Regions from separate parts of the Mus musculus genome. Here region 2 is linked to region 1. Evidence: chromatin contacts called from public HiChIP or PLAC-seq data. All regions are on one chromosome and are shown on one strand. The core of a region is the stretch at or near the end of the contact, and the rest is flanking DNA. Distances in the headings are between cores, read along the strand shown.

What was found. HiChIP or PLAC-seq counts read pairs in DNA pulled down with a chosen protein or histone mark.
Region 2: an H3K4me3 HiChIP or PLAC-seq map of stem cell-derived neural progenitor cells shows a contact between it and region 1, with 4 times the contacts expected there. The contact joins the enhancer-like site here to the promoter of Acbd7 in region 1. A contact is called at or near these places in 3 of 39 promoter capture datasets (embryonic stem cells, hippocampal neurons and pre-B cells), 7 of 484 Hi-C or Micro-C datasets (the G1E-ER4 cell line, Th1 cells, cerebellar granule neurons and 4 more), 5 of 115 datasets of contacts at active chromatin or transcription factors (the 230-238 cell line, embryonic stem cells, epiblast stem cells and 2 more) and 1 of 9 other capture datasets (embryonic stem cells).

Annotation. Positions count from the first base shown.
Region 1 is chr2:3,333,925-3,337,817 of GRCm38.p6, forward strand. Acbd7 (acyl-Coenzyme A binding domain containing 7) reads left to right here and starts at 2,244. Exons shown (of 4, transcript NM_030063.2): 1 at 2,244-2,297. The coding sequence starts at 2,286.
Region 2 is chr2:4,471,908-4,475,800 of GRCm38.p6, forward strand. It overlaps Frmd4a (FERM domain containing 4A), which reads left to right. Exons shown (of 23, transcript NM_172475.3): 3 at 1,214-1,308. It overlaps Gm39751 (a long non-coding RNA gene), which reads right to left. Exons shown (of 5, transcript XR_865941.3): 5 at 1-1,474. Among named protein-coding and RNA genes, the nearest start is that of Gm39751, 40 kb to the right of the region's middle. Within about 2 kb of position 2,069, at least 35 of the 459 cell types and tissues checked have an H3K27ac peak or open chromatin away from gene starts, as enhancers often do. A contact at or near this core is called in stem cell-derived neural progenitor cells, where this site is marked.

The DNA of each region.
Region 1 (3,893 bases), core at 994-3,493:
CTGTGGTTTCTATCACAAGTAGATGAACTAGATTAAGTTCGGTCGAGTTTTGACTGTGCCATATAAGACGTCCTTTACTATTACCCGCAGTCATGTAGCGCTAAAGACAAATCGCGATGGTAGAATTGAAATACTAAAGGTTCACATAAAATCCTGGCTCGTGGAAGACTGAGACAGGAGGCTGCAGACTGGGCCTTCGGGGCCAGAACTTGCACACACCATAACAGAAAAATAAATAAATAAATAAATAAATAAATAAATAAAAATAAAAAAAGGCAGAAAGAGGGGCAAGATAAAGAAGTAAAAAGGTAATGGCTATGAGTGTTGTCCCACCAAAGTTCCAGCTCTTACATTACAAGCCTCTGCCGCCAGGCTGCTATGTTGACACCCTAGCCTTCCCACTAACTAGTGTCCCTACACCTCAGGCAAGTTAATTAGCCAACTATGAAATGATAAAAATAGTGCCTATTCTGAGGATTAGAAGAATATTCTGTGTAAGATGCTTACCACAGTGCCTGCCACATGGTACATGTCTGACAAATGGAACCACTATGACCCAGTGACAGCTGTGGCAGAATTAAGTTAATACAAATTATATATAGCCGCTACTATTTTGGGCCTTGTTTTCTATTTGAGAATTTAGCAATCTTTCCACAAGGATTTTACCCAAAAGAATATATCTCAAAGGTAATTTCTTTCCATTTGTGTAGCACAACTTTAGTTTATGTTCATATTTTTTTCTGCAAACATATGCTTCCTGTAGTTTCCTAAGTAGTATATGTGTATATGTATGTATATATATATATATATATATATATATATATACACACACACACCAAACCAAATGGTCAATTTACTTTTCAATTATAGCTCTTATTTTACATCAATTCAGTTTTTAATTTTTATTTTATTATTTTTATTTTATTATTTTTATTTTATTATTTATTTATTTATTTTATTTTTATTTACATCAATTTATGTTTATGATTATGTTTAATCAGTTTATGTTCAGGTTTTTTTTTTTAACAAATATATGCTTCCCATAGTTCCCTAAATTACTATGCATTTGGTAGTCTATATATACACTAAATGGTCAATTTACTTTTCAATGATAGCTTTTATTTTACATTGTAAATAAGTTATGTTTGTGAATAAACAGTTTATAAATGTACCATTTATGATCATAGTTAATTTTATAAATATCTCAAAATATTTTAATAACTTAGAAGGTTTATGAAAGTATTCTTTTTGTCTTAATTCTTGAACTGCTGGATTTAAAGGATACAACAATATAACATTAGCTTAAGAGTCTGAGTCAGAAATCGTAGCATTAGAGCTGACAATACAGTCTGTCAACAAAATGTTCAAGAATTGAACACTAGATTCTTCTTGCTTGCATGGAATTCTGAGCTTTGCCCAGCATTGTATGCTATTGTGGTTTTGTGGAGTCTACAAACATACTGTTAATAACGATTATTTTTAGTTTTTTAATTAGTGTATAGTAATTGTCCAAAATATCCACTTCATTATGGCCTTTCCTGCATGTCTACAATCAGTCCAACATTTAAAAGTCACTTAACTGGGAATGGACTTTAGTAACGAGATACCAAGTCAAAGCACAGGCTTCGAGTCTGTGCCATTGGAGTGTCTATAGCCACATCTGTGTCCAGGGCAGCAATATGAATGGGAGGTGTCTTGAGCACTCGGGCCACCCCAGGCAACAGTGGGTAGCAGTGCCACCCTTCCATAGATCAGATCAGTAAGGAGAAAAGGCGCCTGGTAAGGTTCAGAACATTTGTGTATAGTCATGTAAGCACAAAACCAACACCATGTCTCGAATTCCCGAGAGACGCTATCGGCCATCCCTGAGGTCAGGTGACAGGTGTTATGTGTATTCTCTCTGGGTTAAGGAACAACTCTGAAGAACTTCAGCACATACAGTGCTATAGTTAACACCGCTACACCCAGAGGTAGAATGGAGAGGCAAGGAAAAGGGAAGGAAACAGCCACAGTCTCAACTGAGGAGAGGCAGCGGAGGCATGCGTGCACCTGCAAGTTCGCCTTAGTAAAAGAAGAGAGAGGAGATTAAATGAGCTCCGAGACACTGGGCTGAGTTACCTCCCAGACACTCCCTCCCGCTCCTGTGGCCAATTAGTCCTCCATGCCCAGAGAGCAACCAATAGGAGAGACCGGAGGAGGAGCACTGCTCTTTAAGCAGCGGAGCCCGCTCCCCGGGGACTCTCACTCTGAGCTGGGAGAGTCACAGCATTCCGTGTCTCATCATTATGTCCTTGCAGGTAAGCCAGATCTGGGAAGGCCATGCCAAAGCAATTATCCGAAGCGCTCTGATGGGGCGAGAGGAGGTGTGGTAGCCCTGGGACAGGACAGGGGCAGGTAACCCCCAGGAGCCTTCTGCTGCTGCGACCCTGCAGTGACTCCCACACCTGCCTAAGCAGTGTGGGGCAGTATATTTCACAATATATTGTACTTCACCATCTGTTGACAAGGACCCAGGATCTCTATAGCAACCTGTTTGGCCCTCTGGGAAAATTACCCAGATCTGAAGAATTGACAAGCTCCTGGGGGCGGGGGCTTCTTCACCTCTCTCTCTTAACAACTCCAGGAAGCAAGTGACATCCATTGGGGTCTCCACATCCCCTTGCTCTTGGGGACCTCGGGAGATTTTCATAGATGTGTTTTGTTGAATAACAGGGCTAGATTATAAAGCTCTGACTTTACTGTTTTATTGATAAGAGTGAAAAGAGAATAAATAGGAATTAAAAACCAGGAAGCCCTTTTCTCAGATAAACACATATAGGTTGCTTTTATATATAAATGCCCTCTTTCTATGTGTGTATAATGAAAGGTGTGCGCGCGCACGAGTTCTATCTGCTGGCAAGCCTGGAGATCAGAACCTTCAGAATGCACATGGTAGAGAGAGAGAAGTGTCCCTTGCAATTGTTCCCTGACCTCCAAATGCATGCCATGGTACATGTGCACCCGCATATATGCCGTAATAAACATAGAGCAAATAAAAGAGGAGAGAGGCAGTTAAATGAGCTACCTCCATGGGCAGCATTTAAAGCAGCATTGGAGAAGGGAATCTTTAGGATTTAAAAGTTAAAGAATATCACGAAGGGACAATGAGCTAAGGCATATGAATGCCACCCTGACAATAGGGCAGCATTGAAGGCTAGCCTTAGTTCAATAATTAAAATTGATACAGGGTGTGGGTTTCTATTACTATCAGTGTTGAATGTATTAAATCTATTATTGCTGTAATGAAAATGTTCTTTCATTTCGATAAAATAAGATTCTAGTTTTAAAAAATATATACTTGCTAGATATCAGCATCAGTATGATCAAAGAAAACTGGAATTGCAGTCACTGAAAGTTTAAGTCACTTTGTTTATGCTTAAAGAATAAATTGTTACAAATGAAAAGTTCTTAAAACATATGTGTATTATTTCAATTTGAAATTCTTACCAATGTAGTAATATAACAAAACATGCATTATATTCTAGATGTGGGAGTGTTAGTTCAAGTCAGGAGTGACAGTACACACCTGTCATCCCAGCACTCAGGACTCGGAGACAGGAGAATCAGGAGTCCTAGGCCATCCTTAGCTAGGTGGCAGACTCAAAGCAGTGTGCTACATGAGACCCTGTTTCGGAAAACCACAAAGTACTTCAAGCAGAAGAGAAAGATAAAGGCAGGTTAGAAACCCATTAAGAGAAGGGATGAGGCATGTGTGGATCAGTCTGCAGGTTACCTAGCATTCGGGAGTCCCTGGGTTCAATAGAAACGTAGGGTGATCATTTAAGTGTGATGTTCCAGGATAGACAAGGCAACATATGCAAATCCTAACACACCCACGCTCTCTCAGACACACA
Region 2 (3,893 bases), core at 819-3,318, 1.1 Mb after region 1:
AACCCCATGGGGTTCTAAGTGGTTTTCACTTCTGAGCTGCTGCTCACTGATAGAAGAGGAGGCAGAAACAACTGCCTGATCCCTGGGCCTGTGTCTGCCCTGCACAATGGACAATCTCACAGGATTATGAGGTTAAACAATGTGTAAAAAGTGCTTAGCACAGTGCCTACCACACAGCGAGGACAGCTCCTGACCCATCAGGCAGGTCAGTGTAGGGATGTTAGACTTGACAATAGTACAAATGCAGTCTTTGTTCAGTAAAAATCGTGCTTTGAATTTTGTATCTGGATGGTTTCTCTGGGTCAGGCTGTGTGCTACAATCTCTAAGGATGCCAAGAGCCAGAGCCCAATGTGATCACCAGGCAGAAGCAGCCACACTGGGGAGGGTGTGTTTAACCTTTCAATGTAGCTCATGATCTTAAGTAAGTTTGCCATTTTGTCATGGGCTGCATTCAGGGTACCCTTGAGCTCATACCTGTAGCCATGTGTTGCTAAACTCTGGTATTCATATTCAATAAATTTGGGCTTAACATTTTCCAATTACACTGGGTAGATCAGAAAGTAACCTTATTCCAAGAATAGGAAGGGGTCTGCCTGTGTTTGCTAAATAGACCAAGAACTCTTCCTGTCAGAGCAGTATAAGGTAGGGAAGGAAAGACACCAGGCTGGACAGACCCACTAAAGAGCAAAAATGTCATTTGTTGACAGAACCAATCTTACTGAGCCTCCAGTTGCTGCCAAGACTTCCCACTTGGCTGTTTTATACAGCAGCATCCTAATGGTCTGTTTCTTTTGGTCTTTCTCCTTCTCTATTCTCTCTCTTCCTCCCTCACTCTTGGCTTCATCTCTCTGTGTACCTCATGTAGCCCAGGATAGCCTCAAACTTGCTATGCAGCAGAAGATAATCATGAACTCCTGCTCCTCCTGCCTCTATTTCTCGTGGAACCCCATGAAGTACTCATGCACCATGACAACCAGTTTTATGCTGCTTGGATGATTAAACACAGGGCTTTGTGCGTGCCAGGCAAGAACCTTCCTTCCAACTGAACCACATCCAAGCCTCTCTTTGGATTTTACAAAAGTCATTTGTGTTTCTGCAGTGTGCCTGAGTTCTCAGGCATTTCACTGAGAACATGCTAGAGACCCAAGATGATGACGTGACTTAGCAAAAGTCTCTCGTGAGTTAATCTTCCCTTCTGTGTTCTTCTTCCAGCCCAAGCTTTTGGCCAAGGAGCTTCTTGACCTCGTGGCCTCTCATTTCAACCTGAAGGAGAAGGAGTACTTTGGAATAGCATTCACAGATGAGACGTAAGTGCTGTCCAGAGCCCACAGACCCCAAACAAAAGAGCAGGATGTCAAATTACCCTCTCTCTGCTGTGCACAGCAAAATCAGGCTGCAGGCCACTTGGGTCCCATGGGGGCTACAGGGTCAGTCCAAGTTCACCATCTGAATTTCAAAAGCCGGTGATCATGCCTGGAGTGGCCAAAGGATATAATTAGATAGATGCTAATATTATGAAATTATTAGGTAATGTTCTTTAACCAAGCAGATTTGTGTTCAGATGAATGTCTAAAATGTTTATTTTTTTTAAAGAGTAGATCTGTGTGGGTTTAGTCTTTATTAAGGTTAAATGAAAACTTCTGGAAAGTAAATGTTGCTCTCCAGTGTTGAAGTAACAATAACAGGAAGTGGACTTGATGATAAATTCAGAGTGAGAGATGATCTGGGCGAGTTCACACTCTAAGCTGAAATAGAAGACAGCATCAGAGTTCCTATCGCCCATCTGAGGTGAAATGTTTGTTTTCAGCAACCTTCCAGTTTGCTGGGTACCATCATGTTATATAATAAAGGAAGGCATAGGCTCCATGGATGATGTTTCAATCTCTTACTATACTGTTACCAAAGAGTTCAGTGAAGATTGGCCCAAATTCTTAGATAAGGATATCTAAGCTAAGGACTGGGGGTGCAGTGAGGGGTGAAGCACTTCCCTAGGCATGTGTGGTCCTTGGTTCCACTGTAACTGGATGACAAATGTCTAAGAGATGTCAGTAGTTCCTCCACACAAAGAACTAAAATGAGTGGGGCCAGGCTGGAAGTCTATTAACCAGATGCCAGCTTGGGTCTTTACAGGACTCCTGCATCTTCGCCTTTCCCCTACTGGATATGCCTAGACACCTGCCCCCACAGCTTCCCACAGTTCCTCCTCTCAGTGTTTTCTGGGAACAAGAACTAACCATCTCTGAGAGCCTGCTCGTACTTTCCCTGTCTGCCCACGTTCTTCACACTCTGCTTCCCCCCCTCCCCCCCCCCCCCCCCGCACCAGGAAACAAAACAAAACAATAACCTCCTTTAGACAGATGTTCCCGAAATCTCCTCTGTCTGTATCTATGCCCGCACACCCCTGTGCATGCTCAAATGCCCAGGTGAGGTTACTGGCTGGCAAGGCCAGTACAGTCAAGCCCAGCCCCCAGGAATGAGGTGGGGCCATTGAGGTAGGATGGAAGCAAGAATAGGCAGCTTCTGTGTTGGTCAGTAGGAAAGCCACCTTAGGCGACCTTGGCTATGGTTGATCTTGGAGATCTGTGAGTTTGCAAGATGTCCACACGTAAGCCTGGGGCTCTGACTTCAATCCCCAGAATTTAAGTTTAAAAATAAAAGCCAAATTTGGTCCATGACACATGTAATCCCAACATAGGGAAGTGTATTAGAAATTCCAGCCAGCAAAGAATCAGCCATGAGCTCAGACAGGAAAGCTGTTCTTTGTTTAGGAGTGGGCAGGAGCCCAGGCTAATGCTCTGGGAAGGCCTGGCAGTCCTCCACAATTTCTTACAACTTTTACAGCTCAGCTGAGCTCAGGTGACAGTGTGGCCACCAGAGGACAGTCTCTGAGTCCCATGCCTACCAAAAGGAATTTCTGTCAAGCTAGGCATGTGCACAGAAACAAATTGCAGACATGAACATTTTACAGGTAGACATTTTGAAGCTAGCATTAAAAGCATACAAACATTTGAAATGACAATAAAAAAGTATCCTGTTTTGTTAGGCACAGTGAGTGGCACAGGGCTAACAAAGTCTCAGGGCTTTAATCTCAGGGGGCAGCAGTGGGAGGATCCTACAGCGTTCCAGGACAGCCCAGCTACCTAGAGAGACCCTGTCTCAAAAACAAAAACAAACACATAAAACCTAACAGCAATAATGATTTCTTAGCAAACAGGATCTGCTGTAGAACCTTACGGTACTCTGGCAAGTTTTTGCCTTCCCTGGATACAGAATGTGAACAGGTTGGCAGAAGCCAGCATACTTAAATAAAATTTTAACTCATTTTAATTCTGCACACTCCTTTTTAGACAAAGATTTGCAGTAGTCTATCATAGAATAAAGTACTGATTTGATTTTCTTAGGCTGTATCTATAAGCCTACAAAATATATGTTCATATCACCTCCTCAGAGACAAACTGACCTCTTGGGCTCACTGTCTCTCCAACTTAACCTGTTTGGCAGTGAGAAACCTTAGCTCAAGAAATATGGTTGGGGACTGGAGAAGTAGCTCAGCAGTTAAGAGTGTTTGCTGTTCTTCCAAAGGAACTAAGCTTGGTTCCCAGCACCCACAGAGGGGGACTGACAACCATCAGTAACTGCAGCTGGCCTCAGATGGGGATGATCTGGCCTCTACAGACACCCACACATACATGCACATGAAAGTAATAAATAAAGATATCAAACTTTCCAAAAGAAAGAAGAAAGGTGAGCAGTGACTGAGTAACAAAACAACAAAACCCAAGCTATCCTGACTCCCACATGCACACACACACATGCACACCTGTACACACACATGTGCACCTCACATAAAAGTGACTTTTGGAGCAGTGGTGTGGACAGAAGCAGAGGCAAG